Regions from separate parts of the Mus musculus genome. Here all the other regions are linked to region 1. A link is a contact called in public promoter capture Hi-C data. All regions are on one chromosome and are shown on one strand. Each heading gives the region's core, a stretch centred on a gene start, on an enhancer-like site or on the middle of the called end of the contact. The rest is flanking DNA. Distances are from core to core; before and after follow the strand shown. Region 1 overlaps Mrtfa (myocardin related transcription factor A). Region 2 overlaps Tnrc6b (trinucleotide repeat containing 6b). Region 3 overlaps Tnrc6b (trinucleotide repeat containing 6b).

Region 1 (2,700 bases), core at 78-2,577:
TTCCTGTCATTAAATGCCTGCTATAATAAAATACAAATAACATTTTTTCTTTTTTGAGACAGACTTTTACTTTGTAGCAACCCCAGGCTGATGTGAAAATTTTAACTGTCCTTTGCCTCAGCCTCCAAAGGCTGGGAGAATATAGGTATGAGCCACCATGCTTGGCTTAATAAGACTTTTTTTTTTTTAATTAAATTTATAGGAGTTTGTAAATTAGCAGGGGGGATATTCAGAGGTAACCACGCACAGCACCCAACATCACTGTTCAGGTAAAGTAGCTTAGGTGACCCAACGTAATTCTGAATATAGTGGAGAATATAGAGAAGAAGAGAAAAAGAAAAAGAGAGTGGACATTTTCAAGCAAAAATGAAATTTTAAAGGTGAGGGAAAGTCCATGGTACTTAAGGAAGAGTAAAATTTAACATTCTCGTTGGGGTGTCTCACCCTAGGGAATCGTGCCTGGAAGTCCCCATTGCAGCCTGATGTGACATAAGAGCAGAAGGAGGCAAGCAAGCTTGCTAACAGGACAGGGAAAGGAACTTGGAACATAAATCATAATTTTGAGAGAAAGAGAAGTTCTGCTTGTTCCTGTGACCTTGAAGCGTAGGCAAGAGCCCAGCCAGCGTCCTCCCATCCTTGGGTGCCTCTAAAAATCGCTGCGTAGAAAAGGCCCGTGTTAGTACACCACTGTTCCTAGTATTTGTAGGTTACCCTCAGATATGACTTTCAGGGCCCTGCAGTTGAAACCTGTTAGACAGAAGGGGACTTGCTGTGGGCTCTGGGATCCTCCTAACCCTCCCTAGACATTTTCTTAGCATCGTAACCACAGCTATGCTAGTTGATCCTTTGAGTAGTGTATAGTTGTAAAGATGGTTGATGTTTAATTTGATAAAGATCCCTGTTGTTTCATTGAGCAGTGTTGCCAAACAGAGCTAGGAGCGACACCTGTCTCCACTAGCCCGATGTACACTAAGTCGTAGCTCTTGGGTGTCTCCTCTCAGCAGAGAAAGCCCTGTGTGAAAACAGAAGCATGTGGACGGCAAGATACCTTGTAGTCTAGAGGAATGTGGTGTGTGTGAAAGTAGCCATACTTTTTAGATTGTGGTCTCTGTGCAGAGTGCATTTGTTCAACATGCTATGTGCAAACACTTAGAACTTATACAGCTCTTTGTGCTGGGCGCTGGCCCCATTAGACTTTCTTTGAGCTTAGAACTGGTTGGTGTTTCTCAGTCCCAGGAGGAAGGCTGAGTTCTGTAAGGTTTAAGCAAGAGGCAAGACTGGTAGTTTGTGGATTGTTATCACCCTGCAAGACTCTTCGCAACTTCCTCTTGCCGCCCACAGCAGAATGCGGAAACCCTGCTGTGTCAGGCCACTTCTGCAGTTACCCACAGTTGCAGTTTGGGATCCTCCTTTCATACCATAGGCTACCTTTTAGACTTTGCTGCATTTGAGAATGTGTCTGCTGAGGTGGAATGGCTGACTAACCTGCATCTGTCTTCTCTTCTTGCCACCATGCAGTGCTGCAGTTGAAGCTCCAGCAGCGGCGGACCCGGGAGGAACTGGTGAGCCAAGGGATCATGCCGCGTAAGTGTCTCTCGGTGTTTGTACACTTGCTCCTTGGGTTGGCTTGGCTCCTCGGTGGCATAGGAGCACCCTACAGAGCAGGGGTCAGGGGTCTCGTTCCAGTCTTACCCGCCTCTTACTTTTCCATCAGGAGTCCTTGATGGATGGAACAGGTTGTCAATTGCCCAGATTCATCATGTTCAGTGAAACAAGCAGTGCTAGGCTTCCAGCAGGTCGGCAGATAGCCCCGTGCCTTTGAATTGCCTCTTTCCTGGGTTCCCAGCATCCCTTCATGGGAGGAGCAGGGGCTGCTCTGTTCACATCCACTTCACCTCTGTGCTCAGCTGTTAGGAAGAAACCTCTCCTCTCCCCTTGCAGACAGGTACCGTCAGTGAACTACAGTTTATTTTAGAGCTGTGAGGCACCCATGGCGGATACGCGTGTGTGTATGCCTGGATGGAGCTGTTGGTGAGCTGTTCTGACACTGGGCCAGTGTCTGCATCCCTGGGGTAGAAGTGAAACCACGCCTTAGACTCTGTTAGAGACAAGAAAGCCTGTTTTGAATACTAAGAGCACCGTAGACAGTGAAGGCTAGAACCAGGGTCTTGCTCTTCTGACATGTCTTCATGAGTTCTCAGCAGATCATACAAGCTTCCGTCCCCTGGTGGTATGTCGTCACCACTCGGCTCCACCCTGAGGAGGAAGACAGCGAGAGAGCGCACACACACACACACACACACACACCCCAGCAGCATCTGCTGTCATGATGTTTCATGGTCTCCCCCACATGTTACTGCCCACTGTCCCGTTGCCCCGCTGCCATCCATGTTGTTGGCCACTCACTCAGAGGAATCATGTGTGCAGCTACAGTGAATCTGCCCCTGCAAGAGTGGAGGGAGGAAGTGGAGACAAAGGAAGAAGATAATATTACACCTCTTAGTAAGTGTGATGTAGTAAATTAATGGTGGTGGATGTGTTTACAGTTAACAGGAAAAAGTTGGAGACACAGCCGGGCGTGGTGGCGCACGCCTTTAATCCCAGCACTCGGGAGGCAGAGGCAGGTGGATCTCTGAGTTCGAGGCTAGCCTGGTCTACAAAGTGAGCTCCAGGACAGCCAGGGCTATACAGAGAAACCCT
Region 2 (2,700 bases), core at 161-2,660, 130 kb after region 1:
AATTGTGTTGAGAAGATTGTATTATATGTATAATTGTATTATATGAACAAGAGGCATTATTTCATTTCACTCTAATAAAATGTAGTTATATACATTTATGTCAGAATTATATGTGAAGAGAAGGATAATTACTGACTTTTATTAAATTTTCTATAATGAAAACAGAATACAGAGACAGAGGGAGGGGACAGAGGAAGGAGAGAGCAAGGAAGGGAGAACGAGAGAGAGATGAATCTTACCAAACTCATCACTGTACCTGGGGAGATAGATAAACGACAGATCTGACTAATGAGCGTGTCAATCAATTCAATGCCACTTTAAAAGAGCTAATCTTCCAAGGAACTCTACATACAGGATAAATGCCAAAGCCTAGCTACAAGGCCACCTCCTTTCTCCTTAACTCCCATTTCTTGAAGAACTTTACTTTTCTCGTGGCACACGTTTCAAGGTTCAGGCCTTACCTTTATCAGACAATAACTACTAAATGCAGAAAAGAAAGCATGGGCCTTCCTCAGTACAGTGAGCTGTACAAGAGGTGTGTTCAGAGCCTGAATGTCATTGAACTATTCTAGGAAAGGCAGTTTATGAACAATACCTGGAGGCCAACTGGCATTGCTGGATTTACTTCCGATTTTATTAGTCGGTGGAGATTTGGCAGGTAACCAGCTATCACCAGCAGGACCCGTATGGCCACCCAGTGTGTCACCTGGGATTATATCAAACTGGTTGTATGGTGAACCTCCTCGGGTCTTACCAGGGGCCACTATAGCGCCTGAGAAAAGAAAGAAATAATTGACTAAGAGAGAGCGCCAGGGGTAGAGAGTTGGCTCAGAAGTTCAGACCACTGGCTGTTTTTCAGAGGGCCCAGGTTTGATTCCAACACCTACATGGCAGCTTCCAGCTGTCTGAAACACCAGTTCCAGGGGGTCTGATGCCCTCTTATGACCTGTGTTGGGAATAGGCATGCACATGTGCACAGACATACAAGCAAACTAAAAACCACCCACCCACACAGGAATAAAGAACTTTGGGCAACCATTAATAAAAGCACGGCCGTGATGACTCGGCTCACCTCTCTGAGCTTCTCCATTTCTCACCTAAGCCCACACGAGTGTTCTCATTCTAGAAAAGCCCTTTCAATCTGAAATTCTATAGTCCTATAAAACCAGTGAAACATATACAAAAGTACAAAGCACAGTATCTAAGAGATTTCTAAGCTAATTATTCAAAAGTAAAAAATGAGAAGAACTGAACAAATTTAGAGTCTTGGACAGTTTTAAGTGATCTTTCTATTGATGCTTCTTAACCCAGCTCTTAAAGGCTGGTTGAGCTTGGGTTATCTGGAATTGGCAGTGTGCAGAGTCCACTGGAGAGAAAGCCATCTACAACTGCTTTAAATTCCAAGGCAATGAAGTGGAATTCCTGCACAAGGTCTTTGCCAGCACGCCAGCAATGAACTGCATTTCTGAGCCCAGGGCCTCACATACAGAAAAGAGAAAATCCTCTGTCACTGTGTTCCCAAGGGTATTCCTGTGGCTTTGTTAGTAGCTCCTTGAAGCATTTTCATGGAGGAAAAGTTGAAAGCTTAACGTTCATTAAGTAAAAAATAGCCATAATTTTTTTACTTTAATTTGAGCATAGTCTTAGAGTGGTGAATCATGAGCACATAGAATGATTTTCAGGATAATAAAATGCTTATATAAATACTGAGTAAGCAATCTGTTTGGTTTAGACTAAGGGAATATTATTAGTGTCTCCATCCTCTAAGAGGACATTTGCTTTTCTGTGGACAGTGTGGCTCACACCCTGAGGTACAGCACAGTGAGGTAGTGCAGAATGAAATGCTCAATTATCTTGGGGATTGACTGCCAAGGAAATGGGAAAACATGATCTACATTTTCTGATAAGGAAAGAGGATACTGTACTGAGGTATCTTTTAGCATGCCATTTTATTTATATTTATTATCCAGACCTGGCAAATCACTAGCCTGAGGAAGTTATTAAAGTGCCCAGAGCTATGGATGACCCAAGACTAGGGTTACTCAGTCCATAAAACAGCCTTTATAATTTCAGTAAATTATTCTTGATTTTGATCATGCTTAATGGGACAGGCAGAGAGCTCTGGGTGGCTTCTTTCCCAGTCTCTGCATGGGGGTTATTAAAGAAGTTTTATAATGGGCTTATTAAAGAGGGTTTATAACAGAAACCTGAATGAGCTGGCTGGGTTAAGACTGCTGAGGCTCTGCAGCAGGAACACCAGACACTTATCTATATTGATTCTCATGGAGACAACTCTGAATCCAAATGAAATATTGACAAATGAAACAAGCATTGCATTGAAGGCTGGAAGAAGGTCTAGACTTCTTATCTGTTTTCTAGGGAAATGAAGAAGCTCTGAAAGGAAATGATGGACAGGCAAGGCTAATCCAGTATGACTCAGATGCTGTCTGGAGGGACACTAACTCACAGAGAACAAGGGGCTCTGAACAAAGTTTAAACCTTAAGAATTCTCATCTATGCCGGGCATGGTGGCACATGCCTTTAATCCCAGCACTTGGGAGGCAGAGGCAGGCAGATTTCTGAGTTCGAGGCCATCCTGGTCTACAGAGTGAGTTCCAGGACAGCCAGGGCTATACAGAGAAACCCTGTCTCGAAAAAACAAAAACAAAAAACAAACAAAAAAAGAATTCTCATCTACTA
Region 3 (2,700 bases), core at 182-2,681, 190 kb after region 1:
TTCTATACCAGAAGTGGCAGTGGGCGATCCCAGCATGTGGGGATGCCTCGGGAAGTGGAGTGCGGAGGATTACTGAGCTATAAACTAGCACTGGTGAAAACAAACAAACAAACAAACAACAACAACAAAACCAAAACCACAATCGCCCCAAAGTCAAAACCAAGCCAAACCAAAAAGACAAACAAACCCAACCCAAGCTGTAATATTTTTTAAAAATTTTATTTTCCTGTTAAGCTGTAACTGAATCTACAGACACAAACATCAGACTTTCTCCTCTACCCCTGGACATAAATATATAAAAGTTTTATGTGCAAAACAAGCTCCAATCCTAACTTCCATGTGAAAAATACAACCAAAGGCAAGTTTGTCTCCAACTCCTGTAGGTCCAGCAGTGCGTCCCTAACCAGCACAGTGCGCACTACTGACGTGAGTCTGTAGAAGTCCACTTTGGCCAGGGCTGGAGAGAGGGAATGGGGATTATGGACTTTCGGGATAGCATTTGAAATGTAAATGAAGAAAATACCTAATAAAAAATTGGAAAAAATGGGGGGAAAAAAAAAGAGTGCTAACTGCTTAGTGCAGAAAACCTGAGGTTCAATTCCTAGTGCTCACATGGGCAGCTCAACCAGTGTCCTCTTTTGGCCTTGGTGGGCACCAGGCACTCATACAATGCACAGACATATATGCAGACAAGACATCTATACACAAAAAAAATTATATTTTTTTTAAAAGAAAAAAGTGGGACAGGTAAGTGCTGATCACCTAAAGAGCTGGCCACAGTCCCCATTCAGATGGCTTTAGGGCACTGTGCTTTCTCTCTCATGCAAAAGCAGGTTCCCTGTCATTACCACGCAGCTCCCACATTTTATAGTGAAACTGGTTACAGAAAAGGGGCAGCCACAGTCTGGGCATCTCCTGCTTAAATATTCAGTGCTCTGATAAAACAGGTTATTTGTTTTTTTCCTAAGTCTAAAATTTCCTAAATTAAATTCATATTAAAAATGCTCCCACTTAAAAAAAGTCCATTAAAAAGACACATTCTCAAAAAAACCCAAACTCATCTTTTTCAAATTCTTTTCCAATGAACAGCTAATTCAGGGAAAGAGAATGAAATTCATGCTTTCTAGAAGGACATTTATTTCCAAAGCAAGTATTTTTCAAAGCTTTCCAGGAGACAAGCTTTGCTTTCTCCCTGATTTTTTCTTTCATTTCATTTTCAAACAGCATCTTGGTACAAAGTCTTCTCTTACTGTTCACTTCCTTAGGGAAGTTAATTTCCCTCGCCTGCCACTGACCTGCTTGAACCAAACAGTATGGCGCTCGCTCACTTACCTCTTAATTCAGGTATTTCCCTAGCTAGGCTGTACAGAAATATCATTTGGGGAGCTCTGAGACATCCCTGTGCTGACTCAGAACCCAAGCAGAGTGAGGAGGACATGCCCTGTAGTGGTAAAGGGAAAGCACTGCATACAAGCAGGGAGTCAGTCAGGGAGGGAGGGAGACCACGGCGGCCAGGTTTCTCAAGCCTCAAAAAAGGTTACAAAAATGCAAAGGGAAAACAGACAGACAGACAAACAAACAAACTCGGAGAGTTGGATGTAAATTGGTTATCAGCAAGTACTCACTGATTTTAATAAACACAAACACAGACACATAACTGTTGCTGATCTAGCTACCTATTCCTGCCCACCCCGTGTCTGTAACCATGAGGCTACAAAACAAGGAATACTCAAACAGTAATGAGCCAAAGATTTGCAGCTTTTAAACATAGTAAAAGAACCAGAGTTATCTGACAGTGGGGAACCAAAATGCTAATTCAGGGGCTAGGGCCAGGAAAGTCTAATAAGAAAACAGACTGCTTGCATAAAGCAGGAAGTCCTTAAAAAGGATAGTCTGAAGGGATCCGACTATCTGGGACAACATAAGATCACTGTAAATAATGCTAGTAGAGGGTATAAATCATTCTACAAATTAGTAAAACACAAAGGACAAAGGATTTCTTAAGAAATGAATAAATTATAAGAGAGGGGAATGGAACATTCAAAGAGTTTAAAAACACCTACTCACAAAATACTTTTCAATTTTAAAAGGGAAAAGAGTAATAGGAGACTGGATATACAACCGCAATCAAGTATCGCCTGTTTAACATATGGGAAGGGTTGGGGATCTATCAGACAACTGCACCTTGAGAGCTAAGAGGCAAACTACAGAATAAATGGCTTAAAAGCTTCCCAGGTTTCAAGGCATCAAAGTCAAGGCAGATTTGAAAGCCTACTGTGAGTAGAGGGGAACTAAGGAGACAGGGCCAGAGGCATCAGGCAGTCTTTCTACCACCAAGGCTCCAATACTGACTCTGCATTTTGTTTTGGTTTATTTTGACGCAGTGTCTCACTAAAGCACCTCAGGCTGTTCTGGATGCACTATATAGACTGGCCTCAAATTCCAGGCAATTCTCCTGCCTCAGCCTCCAGATAATGGCAATTACAGGTATGAGTCATGGTGCAGGGCTAGATCTTTGCTTCTTTCTAGTGGTTATACTGCAGGAGTATAGAATGTTCTGTTTGCCAGAAACACTACAGCCATTGGCAAAAGAGCTGCATGTCTATGCCTGGGCACCAGGTCACTGGCTTATTCTCTAACAACTCGGAAAACCATGCAGATTTGACCTCTAAATTAGAGACTGTTTCCCCAAACAACAAA

What was found. Capture Hi-C pulls out chosen DNA fragments and counts their contacts.
Region 2: a promoter capture Hi-C map of adipose tissue shows a contact between it and region 1. The contact joins two enhancer-like sites. A contact is called at or near these places in 1 of 39 promoter capture datasets (stem cell-derived epiblast-like cells) and 3 of 9 other capture datasets (adipose tissue, liver and pancreatic islet).
Region 3: a promoter capture Hi-C map of adipose tissue shows a contact between it and region 1. The contact joins two enhancer-like sites.

Annotation. Positions count from the first base shown.
Region 1 is chr15:81,044,173-81,046,872 of GRCm38.p6, reverse strand. Mrtfa (myocardin related transcription factor A) reads left to right here. Exons shown (of 14, transcript NM_001082536.2): 3 at 1,519-1,584. Among named protein-coding and RNA genes, the nearest start is that of Sgsm3, 68 kb to the right of the region's middle. Within about 2 kb of position 1,327, at least 134 of the 459 cell types and tissues checked have an H3K27ac peak or open chromatin away from gene starts, as enhancers often do. A contact at or near this core is called in adipose tissue, where this site is marked.
Region 2 is chr15:80,914,756-80,917,455 of GRCm38.p6, reverse strand. Tnrc6b (trinucleotide repeat containing 6b) reads right to left here. Exons shown (of 25, transcript NM_144812.3): 19 at 596-772. Among named protein-coding and RNA genes, the nearest start is that of Mir5113, 24 kb to the left of the region's middle. Within about 2 kb of position 1,410, at least 33 of the 459 cell types and tissues checked have an H3K27ac peak or open chromatin away from gene starts, as enhancers often do. A contact at or near this core is called in adipose tissue, where this site is marked.
Region 3 is chr15:80,854,467-80,857,166 of GRCm38.p6, reverse strand. All of the region lies in intron 4 of Tnrc6b (trinucleotide repeat containing 6b), which reads right to left. Among named protein-coding and RNA genes, the nearest start is that of Mir5113, 84 kb to the left of the region's middle. Within about 2 kb of position 1,431, at least 16 of the 459 cell types and tissues checked have an H3K27ac peak or open chromatin away from gene starts, as enhancers often do. A contact at or near this core is called in adipose tissue, where this site is marked.